Regions from separate parts of the Mus musculus genome. Here region 1 is linked to region 2. Evidence: chromatin contacts called from public Hi-C data. All regions are on one chromosome and are shown on one strand. The core of a region is the stretch at or near the end of the contact, and the rest is flanking DNA. Distances in the headings are between cores, read along the strand shown.

What was found. Hi-C and Micro-C count contacts between places; a contact is called where the count stands out from the background.
Region 1: a contact with region 2 is called in a Hi-C map of LSK cells, with 6 times the contacts expected there. The contact joins the promoter of Asap2 here to the promoter of Hpcal1 in region 2. A contact is called at or near these places in 1 of 39 promoter capture datasets (cranial neural crest) and 1 of 484 Hi-C or Micro-C datasets (LSK cells).

What each region holds. Positions count from the first base shown.
Region 1 is chr12:21,110,415-21,113,114 of GRCm38.p6, reverse strand. It overlaps Asap2 (ArfGAP with SH3 domain, ankyrin repeat and PH domain 2), which reads right to left and starts at 1,359. Exons shown (of 29, transcript NM_001135192.1): 1 at 946-1,359. The coding sequence starts at 1,071.
Region 2 is chr12:17,689,518-17,692,217 of GRCm38.p6, reverse strand. It overlaps Hpcal1 (hippocalcin-like 1), which reads right to left and starts at 1,409. Exons shown (of 5, transcript NM_001361645.1): 1 at 1,172-1,409.

The DNA of each region.
Region 1 (2,700 bases), core at 110-2,609, 3.4 Mb before region 2:
CCAGCTGGACGCACATGGCCTACAGAGCCGAAAACACGAAACTCTAAATTCTGTTGGGGAGGTAAAGAAAATGATGTAAGTGAGGCTTTCCCAAGTCGCGGACAGCTGCGGTCCCTGGACTCACACAGCCTCTTCCAAGCCTGCTTCAATTTTCAACCCAAACTGCTTCCTTCTTGCAGTCCCTCTTCCCCGGGATCTGGAGAGCTCGCTGCTTAGCCACTCAATACAATGACTATGCATCTTGAAAGCCCTTACTAAAAGCAGGCCTTTTCCAGGTTAAGGGCAAAGGAGCTGACCATACTGTCAACAGGCACCACACAGGTAGCCCAGAGGCGGCCACCAAAGGCCTTTTGGATCTCAAAGCTCTGGTTCTCCACATCCCTCGACAGCGCTGCTCTGTGGCACGCAGTGGGAACTGCCAGGCCTCCCAAGATGGGATGGGCACCCGTGCCTAAGCAGCTTGGGGTCCCCTGGATCTGCTCTGCTTGTTGGCTCAGAAGCCACAGCTGCCCCCGCCGGGCTACTTCTGGAACAAGTTGGAGAGGTCCGCGCAGGGAGACCCATCTCTCCGGGGCCCGTAGAGCTCGCAGGGGTCCCCGGTTCGCAGCCGCCACAGACTCAGAGCCGAAGTTGACCTCTCCGAGGTGGGAGCAAAGGACCTGAAACCCTGCGAGGGAAATGGGAACAGACAGGAGCGTTCCCAAAAAAGGCCCAAGGTGGCCTAGCAGCCTCTCCCTAGAGCAGGGAACAAAGGGCTTCTGTGTCGGGCACTGCTGGCCCGGCTGCGTCCGGCTCTGGGGGACCAGAAACTTTTCCAGGGTGTGGGCGCAGGCGGAGGGCACTGGGTCTCGGGCACCAGGCGCGAAAGCCCAGCGGGTCCCCAGGACGCAGCGGGATTACCGCGACCCTAGCCTCCCGCCCGGCGCCAGCGATGCTACCGCTCACCTCCTCGATGGCCGCCACGGTGTTCCGGCACTGGGCCGTGCGCGTGGTGAAGCTAGAGGCCGTGGGCGCCTTGTAGTCCTCATGGGTCTCGGCCACGAATTCCGACACGGAGATCTGGTCCGGCATCGCTGCAACACCGGGGCGCGGACTGCCGCCGCCGCCTCAGTCGCCCAGGGCGCGGGCTCCGACCCCGCCGCAGCAGCCGCTCAGGGACACGGACAAAGAGGAGCGCGGGGCGCGGAAGCCGCCGCAGGGCGCGGGAGCCACCGCGGGACGCCCGGTGGCAGCAGGGGCGCGTGCAGCCCGCAGCTCTGCCCGCTGTGCTCCTGGAGCCGCAGCCGCCGCCGCCGCGTCCTCTTCGAGCGAGCCCAGACGCGGGCGCGCACAGCCGGCGGGAACAACCCGCCACCAAGCCGCTGGCCCGGACGCCTCCCGCGGAGAGGGGCGGGCCCGACTAGGGAGGGGGCGGTGGCCCGATGGGCGGGGCGGGGCGCAGGCCTGGCCGCCAATCGGGGCGCTCGCCGCCACTGCGCCGCCGAGAAGCTGAGGCCGCAGGAAGGAGGGCGATGTGCGCTCGGGACTGGTCAGCGGCTGTGTGCCGCCGCATTGTGTCTGCCTTCGGGACGTGCTGGGGTTCGAGGGCGCGCCCTTTCCCGGGCTGCGGTGCCGGCTCCCACCCCGCACCCGCCATGACCTCTAGCAACATTACCCAGAGGGCGTGGAGTGGAACCCGGGATACTGGCTTCCCGGCTGGAGGGGAGCCCACCCTTTTGCTCCCCAATTCCACCCTTGGCCTCGGAACCCCCTGAATTCCCCACCAGAACCTCAGGAAAGGGCCAGTGAGACAGTGTGGGTAGCTCGCCCCCTACAGGACAGTGAAATCCTCCAGGGCACTTTAGCGGGACAAGATGTAGGGACCATGTGTCTGTGCACCTTCTCACAGCCTCAAGAAGCCAAGAGTAAAGGCAGGTATTTTGCATAGGGAGGTGACCATGGTACAAGCCGAAGGGGAATTCAAACCCATGACCTTCGACTTGGAAGAATACTCCAACCCCTAGTAAGCATCTTGTTCCCTAAGCTTGTACATTTAGGGACACTCCCAGTTACTTGAAAACAGTTTTAGGGTGCTAGGCCAGGCTTCACCCTGAGGAAATCATAGAATGCACTGATTGATGTGCTGTCGGAAGTGAGGGATACCCAAGAGAACCAGAGGTAGAGCATGGTTGGGGGTGTGTGTGAGGTATTGTACCTGAAGGTTCTCAGAGAGTACTCCAACCCACAGCTGACTGATCACAGACACAACTGGGCCAATAAATCATTTGAATTAGGACATTTTCGTCTATAGCTCATTCAGAAATTCTCAGCTGTATTTTAAAAACCCAGAGGTTCTGAAGACACTAGTCAAAAATCACACCCTCTAACTCCCCGAGGCAAGAGGCACGGTTACTGCTGCTGCCAACAATACAGCCTAGAGAAACTTTACAAAAACCTTTTGTATGTCTGAAAAGGAGGGAATGTGAGGGACATTGTAAACCCAACATGGGAAATAAAAGTGGTCTCCTACTGCCATAGGACAGTAGACCAGTCAATCTTTTTAAGGCTCCCATGTACAAATCTGCTGTATGAGGTGGCAGCTGGGGTCAGACATTATGTATGGCTTCTGGTATTTTACCAGCACTGCGTGTGAATAAGTTCAGCCTTCAAAAATAGCTGCGCCAGTGGGTAGCTTTTATTCCTGCGCAAGGGAATAAATTG
Region 2 (2,700 bases), core at 160-2,659:
CAGGCCGGGAAGAAAGGTTCCTGAAACCCCAGACTGCCAGTCTACAGAGCCGGCCACTTTCTCAACGCAACTCTAATTCCAGATCGACATCCTCCAAGCACTTGTTGAACAAAAGGGCTCGCGAGTCTGTAGTCGCAGCCTTCCGGAACGCTGCCGGGGCGCAGGAGCCTTCCGGGCTAGCGCCCTACGCTGCGAGCTCCCCGCACACCCGAAGGCCGTGTCAAGCAGCCAGTAAGGTGCGGAGAGAAGGCAACGCACCCAGCCGCCTAAACTTTCTCAATCTCTCCAAGCTTTCGCTGTGAAGTTAGATCAAGGAAGGAGGCACAAACCACCGTATAGGAGGAAATGAGAGCGTCATCCTCAATAAAGGCAGAAAAAGATTTAAAGAGATGAGAATCCAATGAAGAGCACCTACTGTGCGCAAGACTCTGGGTCAAGAACTACGTGTAGTACGTTCTCACACTGTCAAGATAGCCCCTGAGGGGCCGCCCTCACTTGATACAGACGCCAACTGCGACTCAAAAAGGTGGCCCATCTCAGTCAGGCTCAGGTCTCAGGGCGGGTCACGGCGAGGCCAGGGCTGGGTTGGTCTTTCCCACTGTCCCAGAGCTGAACACAGCCAAGCGGGTCCCCATCCCTCATCAAAGCTCACAATTATCCAAGTGAACCTTGTGGACCTGCCGCCCCCACCCCACCCCGTGAGGGGTGTCAACGCCCGCTGCCACCAGGCAGGCACTTTGCCCATCGGATTCTAGTCGTACCCTCAGGTTCCTGAGCTACGCACTGCGCGGAGCGACACCAACCGGGGGCTCAGCTTGCCCGGGCAGACCGCCCACGCCCACCCCGCCACCCCCACTCTGCGCACAGCGGCTCCCCCCTCGACCCCGCCAGCACTAGTCCCCATCCCCACCGGCAACTGTGCCCTGACACACAATTCCACAAACGTAGTCTGAAAAGTGCACATCCCATCGAGCGCAACGATCCCCACGAGGACACGCCATTCTAGAGCCACGCCACCGTCCGCGGTCAGCTGCAAGCCCACTACGCAGAGAAACAGGCACCATCAGTACCGGCGCACACACACCCGTTCACTCACAGCCGGGTCGCAGCGAGCGGGTCACACACGCTCCCTCCATGCAACCCCGCAGTCCCGCAGTTTCCCCTTTCCTACCGGCTCTGGAGCTGGACGCGGTCCGCTGGCTTCTCGAGCCCAAGTTCTGCGGTGGCCGAGGCTGGGGAGGTGACCGAGAGAGCGGGCGTTTGCGCTCCCGCAGCCGCCGCGCCTGCTCTGCGACCTTCGCCGCTCGGAGAGACAAAAGGATCCGCCGGCCCAGGAGAGAGCGAGGTGTGGGCGACGGCCGCTCTGCAGGTCCACCACCCGCAGCCGCCGCCAGCCCGGGAAGGAAGGGAAGAGAAGGCGGGACCCGGAGGCGGAGGCCGGGGCGGGGCGCATCGCAAGGGCGGGCACTCAAGTTTCCAACGGACCCGCCTCCTGCTTCGACCACGCCCCCAGTCTTAGCCCCGCCTCAGCCGCAGCCTGGTCACGCCCCCGCCCTTTGCCACACCCGCTGCTGGACCCTCGGTGCGCCCACTCTGGTCCATATAGCTCCCTGATCACTCGCAGATTCTCAGCGCAGCAGAGGATACGATGGGTGTTAAGGCCACTGGGACTCGGGACGGGGAGACTCTGGGGGGGTGGAAGGGGAAGGAGAGCAGGGGAGGGGCCGAGCACTGGCCCCACCTCCCTAACCCTTGGCCTCTGGCCTGCGGGTGGGGAGAGGCCGAGAGGCGGTGCCCAAAAGGGCCGGCCTTACGCCAGCACCCACCCACCCCGCCCCCGCCCCCGCCCCCGCCGTACTTGGAAGGAAGTACAGTCCCAATGGCCAGGGAAGTGGAAAAGAGGCTTGAGTTGCCCTAGGCTCCCCAGGACCATCTGGGATGCCTGCAAGGATCTCCTCCCTCTCCACATCAGTCCCGTGTGCATCTGTCACCCACTTTCCTGCGCGTGGTTTAAGAGAAGAGCTTGGCCTGGAGGTGGAAGACCTACGTTCCAGCTGTAATTACTTCTGCTAACTCATCCAGCCATCTTGCCAAGAAAACCCTTGGATTCCCTCAGCCTCGGTTTCCTCACCAATAAACTGGACAACGAGGAGATCCAGAATCCTTCTTGGGGTCTTTGCCTCCCTGACATTCAGTGTGGTTTCAGTTTCCTGGTGAGGAGGCGGGGGCTTGGTTGACATCTCCCATAATAGGGACATCTGGCCTTGTGGGTCCCAGTGGTGCTTCCTTCAGACTCCCAGCATACTCTGGCAGATCGCACCTGCCATGCCCACCCACTGCAAATATCCCAGAAGACAGGTAACCACAGAAACAGCTTATATGAGGAGCTGGGCGAGCCTGTTGTGCAGAGATGAAACTGTCTCTCTGGCGTCTCTAGGGAAAAACTCAAATCCCTCCTTCAAATCCTCCTCCACAAAAACATGTGAGTGAACTCCTACTATTCAGGAGGCTGCCAGGGGTACCTGTAGTAGAGCAGCTCGGAGGTGGAGCTCTGGGGCCTTCTCCACTCCTCCCTGCCTCTGGTGCAGAAAGGCAAAACTAAACCCAGAGGGCTCAAGGGAATGACAGCTGTGAGAGTTAACAGCGCACCACCTGACTGATTTCGAGGGCTAACCTTTGGGTCTCTCTGGCCATGATCGC